Regions from separate parts of the Mus musculus genome. Here region 2 is linked to region 1. The links are chromatin contacts, called in public promoter capture Hi-C maps. All regions are on one chromosome and are shown on one strand. The core of a region is the stretch at or near the end of the contact, and the rest is flanking DNA. Distances in the headings are between cores, read along the strand shown.

What was found. Promoter capture Hi-C pulls out the DNA fragments that hold promoters and counts their contacts.
Region 2: a contact with region 1 is called in a promoter capture Hi-C map of liver, with 4 times the contacts expected there. The contact joins the promoter of Sytl4 here to the promoter of Pcdh19 in region 1. A contact is called at or near these places in 3 of 39 promoter capture datasets (embryonic stem cells, liver and stem cell-derived epiblast-like cells) and 1 of 9 other capture datasets (liver).

The regions. Positions count from the first base shown.
Region 1 is chrX:133,686,560-133,690,831 of GRCm38.p6, forward strand. Pcdh19 (protocadherin 19) reads right to left here and starts at 2,434. Exons shown (of 5, transcript NM_001105246.1): 1 at 1-2,434. The coding sequence starts at 705. It overlaps Gm26851 (predicted gene, 26851), which reads left to right and starts at 1,221. Exons shown (of 4, transcript NR_153117.1): 1 at 1,221-1,277.
Region 2 is chrX:133,979,819-133,983,830 of GRCm38.p6, forward strand. Sytl4 (synaptotagmin-like 4) reads right to left here and starts at 1,994. Exons shown (of 17, transcript NM_013757.2): 1 at 1,844-1,994.

The DNA.
Region 1 (4,272 bases), core at 1,184-3,683:
GTTGTTGTCATTCGAATCGGTCACCTTGATGCTGAGGCCAACTGTGCCCATGTGTGGTGGGTCGCCTCCGTCGAGAGCCGTAATGCGAAAGCTGTAATGTGACTGTGTCTCACGGTCCAGGCTCTTCTCCACCACCAGTTCAGCAAAGCGCGAACCGTCACCCCGCGTCTTTATTTCCAGGCCAAACAGCTCGTTGGGCGTGAGCTCGTAGGTCTGCACACCAAAGCTGCCGGAGTCCGGGTCATATGCACTGTCCAGTGGGATGCGGGTGCCGGGGCTGGCTGCCTCAGAGATCTCCAGCTCTATCTGTGCGGCCGGAAAACTGGGAGCATTGTCGTTCAGGTCTTTGATCTCCACCTTAATCACACAGATCTCCATTGAGCTGGACATGACCTCGAGCGAGATGATACACTTGGGGCTCTGGCGGCACAGCAGGTCTCGGTCAATCTTCTGCTTGGTGACCAAGAGGCCCGAGCTGGGGTTGATGTCCACCAGGTGCGGAGCCGAGTTGGACACCACGCGGAAAGCAGAAGCCTGTCGGGGGTCCAGCGCGAAGCCGGCCTCCCGCGCGTCCTTGGCCACGTTAGCGATCACCGTCCCGGCGCGCTGCTCCTCTTCGACCGAGTATTTAAGGTTAATCAGGGCAGCCGCCTGCGTCCACAGTACAGCCAGCAGCAATAGCACCGGCAGCAGGAGAGACTCCATGGCTGCGCGGGGCTCTGCCTTGCCTCGCCTCTCCACACCCCTCCGAGACCGACGCCGCCGGCGCTCCAGCTTCCCGCCGGCTCGGGCCGCCTGTTGCGCGCGCCCCGTGGCCCCGGAGGCCGCGGGAGGAGTCCCGCCCAGGGCGGCCCGGAGGCGCGCGGGAGGAACCCGCGCAGGCTCCAATGCTGAGATTGCAGTGGTCTCAGCAGAGACTGTCTGGGGGGCCGGGGGCTCCGGGGTGCCCAGGGAGCGCCGCGCAGCCCCGAGCCCCCTCCCTCCAGCCCGGCTACTCAGTTTTCCCCTTTCAAAGTTAGCCAGGCGGGACTGGCCGCAGCAGCGCAGGGCTGCGGTTCGAGCGGCGCTCGCACGCCCCAGAGGGCCACAAGCAGCAGAGTCGGTAGTGGACTCGGGGCGCGGACGTGGAAGGCTGTGGGGGCGCAGCCTCTCAGGCACTGCCGGACCCGCCGCAGCGCACCGGCACTGGGGCAGGCGAGCGCGCAGTCTGTGCACCTGGCATGCGCAAGGACCTCCCCCCAGCGCGCCCAGCTCACTGCGGAGGGAGCTCCCGCCTGGTACGCACCCTCCGGGATCCGGGGGGGGGGGGCCCTCTGGCCTCTTCAAGGCCTGTTAGAGGGAAAGGGGGGATCGCAGGCAGAAGTCTGAGTTCCTGGCAAGATCCGTGGGCTCCCAGGGATTTGGCAGAGCTGGAGGGCTGTCCCGGGGCGGGCAGAGGAAGGGGGAGGGGAGAGATGCGAGAGCACTCTCCCGGGCGCTGAGGTTGGTGTCCGAGGGCGTGGGGTGGGGGGTGCGTCTGCCCAGGATCCGAGGTGGGCGCAGGGTTCCTCCCACAGAGCAGTTGCGGGTCTGCGGGCGTTTATATCTCGGAAATCAAAGTTGCCAACGCAGCCCAGGCCTCCGCCTTAAGTTTCTAAAAACGGGAAGATGGCAATTTGTCCAAGAAAATCAAAGTCCTGCTCTTTCCAATTGCCCCGGGGAAGGGGGAGGGGACACGGGGAATGGGAAGGTGAAGAAAGGAAGCTACTACAGTACCGGCCAGAAGAGGCGGGGCTGCAGTCGCGGGTACCCGGGGCTTCTTTGCCTTCCTGGGTTTGGGCTGGGGTGTAGCTTCAAGGACCGCAGCAGCCGCCGCTGCCGCCGCCGCTGCCGCCGCTGCCGCTGCCGCCGCCGCCGCCGCCGCCGCCGCCAAAGAAAGCCCTCCTTAGTTCAGCCGCATGTTGTTGGGGTCCGCCTGGGCAGCTGCCAGGGTCGAGGGCTTCTGTCGGCTCCAAAGTTTACTTGCGGGAGCTTCTGGATCCCATCCTCCAGGAGAAGCGCTATCAGCCCTGCTTAGGGCTTCCTCCCTCCCCGGCGCTCGCGCGCAGGGGAGGTCTGTTCGTGGATGTTCGAAAGAGAGGAAGAGTGAATGTGTGGATGGGAAGTGCGAATGTGGAGTATGAGAGAGAGGGGGAGAGCAGGAAGGAATGGGTTTGGGGCGAGAGGTTCGGGTCTCAGATGAATCGGCTCAGCTGGAAAGCCAGGGAGGACACTGCGCCGCAGCCCGCGAGGGGCTAGGGAAGTGAATGCCAGTGCCCTCTGGGCAAGCCGGGCATGGTGAGCGGTAGCTGGTGCTGCCGTCTGCACCCGCTCGCCCGTCTCCCCTCTCAGCCAGCCGCTGCCGCTACTGCTGCTGTTGCTGCTCCTCCTCCCGATGCCGCAAACTACTGGCCACAGAGTCTGGAGAGAGCCGGAGAGAGCCCGAGCTGCCGAGCCCGGCTACGCCAGGCACTAGCCAATCAGCGCGCAGCCCAGCGGCTCCGGTCTTGGGGCGGGACCAAGGCGCGAGGCGGGGAGGGGGGGTGGGGAGGAGAGAGGCCGGGGGAGGCGGGGCCAAGCGGAAACTTACACACTGGCCCAACTGAGTAGAGTACCCTGAACTGCAGAGCCCCTGCAGGAGTGGGGGTAAGGGGAGGGTGGGTACCTGACTGGCCTGGGACAAGCAAAGTAGGAAAGGAGAAGTGGGCCAGATTTGAGGTGTGCTGCCACTGAAGCTCAGTCAGCCTCGGAACAGAGCCCTTTTTGCATCTCTTGTCTGCAGAGATTACAGAAAAAGATGAGGGTTTGATTTTTCTTTTCTTGCTGTTTATCTCTCTCAGGTATCTTCATATTTTAAATGCAATATTCTCTCTCTCTTTATCTCTCCTTTGTCTCACTCTTCAGCATTTCTGTATCTGTTTTCTCTTATTCTCTGGTAGTGGAAGGAAGAGGAGTAAGCGCCCCTGCTATGGTCATTCATCAAGCTCTTGGCCAGTGCATCTTCACTTTTGCCAAGACCAAGGCCGCCACCCACCCAAACCATTATCCTTATCCTTCCTCATTGGGAAGATGATACACTCCTGGGAACACCCCAGCTCGAGCGCGCCCGCGCGCGCGTGCACACACACAGAGAAAGAGAGAGAGGAAGAGAGAGAGAGAGAGAGAGAGAGAGAGAGAGAGAGAGAGAGAGAGAGAGAGAGAGAGAAGCAGCAGCTGCTGCTGCAGGGCTGCTGGTCCACTCTGGCTCACTCAGGTCTCTAGTTAATCAAAAGGGATCGGTGGCTTAAGGACTTAGCCTCTAAGGGTTCTGGCTACATTTTCTCACCCCTCACCCAACCCTATCGGACAATTTAGCTTCCTATAAATAAACTATGTTTGAGAAAAGCCAGCGGAGCAGAGCGGACGCCACCGCGCCGCGCCGCGCCGCGTCTAGAGAGCCCAGACCCGGACAGAAGCTTCGGAGTGGGCGCGCCGAGGTCCCTAGCCGCCGTGAGCCCACTATGGTGTGGTGGGCGCTCAGTGTTCCCCGGGGCCGGTTCTGTCTGGAGGGTAGGGGGGCTTCCACTTCTCCTTGGGTGGCGGTGGCAGCTGTAGCCTTTGCCAATGCTGGAAAGCCAGAGGCCGGCGTGGCCAGGGTTGACATCAAGCTTACTCTGCCTTTTGGACCAAAGGCACCCTAGAAACAGAGGTGGACTCTTCCCCGCCCAGATCTAAGGCTCTTAGGCTCTTAATTAAGATCTCAAGCGGAAAGAATCAAATGCGCCCTCGATGAACATTTTTTCCAGTTTTTTTTCTTTTAAATTACAGATTGAGGATGGGAAATAGCTTCTGAATTCACAGTTCTTGGATAGAGCAAACCTCCTTTCTGAGTTATTAGTGTCTGTTATTTGGGAGTCTTGGTTGAAGAAACTCATAATTAGCCCAGCGGCTTTGACCTGAACCCGTAGTCTCAAAATGAGACTCGTTTTTGCCCTTCAAAAAAATTAAATACGAAAATGAAAAACGCATTTGAACACATAATGGGGTTTTTTCCCCCAAAACTGCCATCTTCTTACAAAGAGCGACCCAGATGCTTAAAATAATATATCATCCAAAGGAGCTAGGTTAGCAGCCTTTACCTTGGTGGTGGGAGTGCCAAGAGAGCCTACACACACACACACACACACACACACACACACACACACACACACAAAGGAATTATTTTGCTAGTGAGGTTGAGACTGGACCGTCTGAAAGTGTAGCCAAGGCCAAGGA
Region 2 (4,012 bases), core at 744-3,243, 290 kb after region 1:
ACAGCAACATGCAACTGGTCTCATGTTTGAAGTTAACTCAGTTAAGACATGAATGTGGTAATTCAACTTCCCCACAGTGCATCTAAGATGGAACCATGGACCAGAAGTTAGCTCCATACAAGCTTGTCCCGTTGTCAGAGTGTAATTTAGAGCATCACACTTAACCTTTCAGCCTCCTCTGTGTTGTATCATGGCTGTAACTGTATCACCAATTGCATAGAATTAGTGTGAGGCTTATCTGAGATAGGATGAGAACTAATCACGTCGCCACCTGACTTCATTCGTTCATTATGCCATCACTTTAATAGTTCCAACCTTGAAGGGAAAGTGCTCAGAGAACACCAACCAGAATGCTTCATATACTCACAGACTAATAATCCCAGAACCAGCCTCCAAGTTCAAGTTCACCACTCTGACCTAGGGTGTAGCCTTTGAAATCACGACCATCTGCTACCCAAAGGGAGATTCACAAACCAGTTTTGTGGGGGCTTTTTCTACTAGGATTTCCAGCACGCACACACACACCAAGAAAAAAATTGCCAGAGCTCTCTGAGCTAATTATTGTTTTTAGTTCTTCATGGCAAATTTGCACCTTAGTTCATTAACTCCTTAATGTCAACATATTTATGAAGAGTGCAGCTAAGAAAGAGCAGAAGAGTAACCAGGTTTAAAAAAAAAAAAAACAGCAGAGAACAGATGTGATGTTGCGGACCTATAACAGCAGCACTTTGGGAGGTAGAGGCAGGAGGATTGCCAGCCAGTGTGAGGCCAGCCTTGTCTACCATCCTGAGCTACAGTGAGACCCTGTCTCAAAGTAACAAAAGCAGAAAGGGAAAGTGAGGTAGGGAAGTCAAGGGATATAGGAGATTAATTTCTCCCACAGATATACAGGGCTTAGGGTCAGTCCTTCTAGAAGCCATTTATATACTAGAATGCTAGATCCTCTGGTCCTGAAACTGTAGCATATTGGGGTCGGGGGAGGGAGAAAGAGTTGGTTAAAGCAAACACATCACTTTTCAAGCTATCAGAATTTTAAACCAAATTCTTTTACCATCAACTTCTCCTAAAGCCCATCCATCTCCTTCAGTGTCCTCTCAGTGCTCATCATCCTCTCCAGGCTGGAGGAGCACTGGTGTCCTTCTGCCAGGAGCAACCCCCCAGCCTGTTTGAAGGGGGCATGATAAAGGAGTTGAGCTCTAACCTACACAGCTGGGGCTCCAGCTCCATGCCCAAGGGGAACCAACCCACTGAGGTAGAACTCAAGAGTCAACTTGCCTGAAGTCTGTACCTGTGGTGAAGAGACAAGGTGAAGCTAGGAAAACAGAAGCCTGGAGTTCAGAAACAGCGAGGGGCCATAGAAGGAGCTGGACAGTCAAGTCCAGCGAGGTCACCAAAAAGGTGACTAGCCTCCAAGTCCGAGGACACAGTTCCACTAGAAGCCTGTTCAAGCCTGCGCCAGGGGCCAGCTCTCTAGAGGGGCCAAGGCTACTGGAGGGGACGGAGGGGGAGGGAGTTGGGGCGCGCAGAGCCAAGGATACCTGTGGAGAGGTAGCTCCCACAAACTCCGTTCAAGGGAACTGGGCAGAAGCAGCCCGAGAGAAGGATAAGTGGCAGGGAGGGACCGCCTGGAGCAGACGGGAGGCACCGCGTGGGGGTGCGGTCCCTAGACGCGGACACAGCAGAAGGGCCCGCGTGGCAGCTGGGGAGGGAGGACAGGGACCTCACACAAGGTACAACAGGACACACGCCCCCGAAGTGGGGGTGAGACACGGGGCTGGGGGAGTCCAAGAAGTCCCAGACAGAGAGAGGGTGAGGGTGCGCTCAGATACTAGCTGCCACCTACCTGTCACCTGCAACAGGTGCTACTAGGTGACCAAAGGTCCGGGTGCCGAATGGTTGGAAGGGTCTCTAGCTCCAAAAAGACTTAGACCAGCAACCCAGGCGGCCGGCCCTACTCAACCCTCCCAGGAGGCGGAAAAAGCTGCAACTTTCCCTGGAGCGGGGAGGAGCTGGACTCTTAAAGGGGCCGCACTGAGCGCAGGGCTATTTGAGCAGAGGGCCAACTAGTACAGTAGAGAGTTCTGGGAACCAAAGCCTTAAGGCACTGGAGGAATTTCCTCCTGAGTTAGCAGAGTTTGAGGACCTACTGGATGTCCCTCCTCTGCCATTTCCGTCTAGTCTATCTTTGCTCACTCTCTTAGATGATGGGGGTCGGGGGTGGGGGTAGGAATGGGAATAAAGTTCACTTGCCTTTTTGTTCAGCGAGCCAAAAGTTGTCCAATAGTAAAGTACTTCTTTTGAAATGTAAATGAAGAAAATATCTAATTAAAAAAAAAGAAAAGAAAAGAAAACAAGAGTCAGTCACTGGGCGGGGGGGAGGGGAGAGAGAAAGATAACTTCTTCATTGATGTAGGTATTGGTAAGGAGCCCGAGTGCCTGTAAATAATCGCCCTGTAAGCAACCCTGATGAAACGGATTGGGTCATCGAAATAAATAACTTGTAAAAACTTTTAAAAAGAATAGAAAGATGACTATATGGGGGTGTGGGGAAAGGAAGACAGGGCAGGGCGAGTGGTAGAGGAACAGGAGAGGGAATGGTCTGAATTTTATTTGGGGGAATATTAACACATATATCATTCAGATTGACTCTTTGTTTTTATGAGGCAAGTAAAAGTCATCTTTAGGGAAAGGGTATAGATTAATTTCATGCATTCACACTCAAAGACACAACTAGTTAAATCAGTCACCTCATTAAAAACTAGACAACAATTGAGAACAACCGTGGGTTGTAAAAGGCTAAAGGAAGCGCCAGGTCAGCTCTTCTGTCACTTCTAGCAGGCACGGATCCTGCTTAAGAACTGTCTTTTGAAAGCATGTGCTCATTGTCCTTCGATACACACAAAAATGTTTATATTTACCCACATCTCCACCTTCCTCTCTGTCTTTGCTTCACGTCAGCAGTGAAAAGTAGGCAGATCCGTCTTATCTACTGCTACCAATGAAACGTACTAAACTTTCTACCATCTTAAAAGAAAATCTGCGTCCTACCCATATGCAAGATCTCTCTATACCTCCTTTAAGGGTCAATTTATTGAAACTATTTTACAGGTGAGACATGTCTGCAATTTCTCACTCTCTTCTCTCTCATTCATTTCTCAACGCTTAAAAATCTAGTCTCCTTCCCCGCAACCAAAACTAAGCTAAATGAGCTACCAAACCAATGATCTCTGCATCAATAAATTCCTTGATAAATAAACAAATAAAGCATTACTGGTTCTTATCTTGCCTGACCTCTTCCCTACATTTAACCCCATTGGCCATTTTTTTACCCCTGAAATGAATTCTGTGGTATCTGTCACACTGCCTTGCTTTTCCTCCTAGTATTTTGCCTTCTCTTCCATTTCCTTGATAGGGTTCATGTTCTGCTGTCATGTCAGACAATCTCAGAGTGAAGATAAATGAGCTCTCTCTAAATGGTATCTTTCATCTATATGACCACATCTGTAATTCTATAATTCTTCCCAGATGGAAGCTATATTGAGCTCTGTTTCCTTAGCATCTCCAATCAGATATCCTGCAAGCACCTCAAACTCAACACAGCCAAAGTTGAAATCCATGAAGCTTTTCTCTTAAATGTGTTCCTTCCCCACACACACAAGGATTCTAAGTAAAAGACAGCCTGCCAATTGAGGCAGACAGCTGGCACCTAAACTAGTATATGATACATAGTAAGCCCTGAGTAACAATTGCATGACAGGCTAATTAATGAATGAATCCTAAGGAAATAGAGGTGAACACAAAGTTTCTTTCCACTATAAACTAGACTAAAAAGAAACAGATAAAGATACAAAGTTTCTTTCCACTATAAACTAGACTAAAAAGAAACAGATAAAGATAGTTCAATGGCTAAGTAAAATATTATATAGTCCTACAAATGGAATATTATTATAGTCAATTAAACTGATATATACAGTTTATTATGACAAGGAAATGCTTATACTATGTATAATAT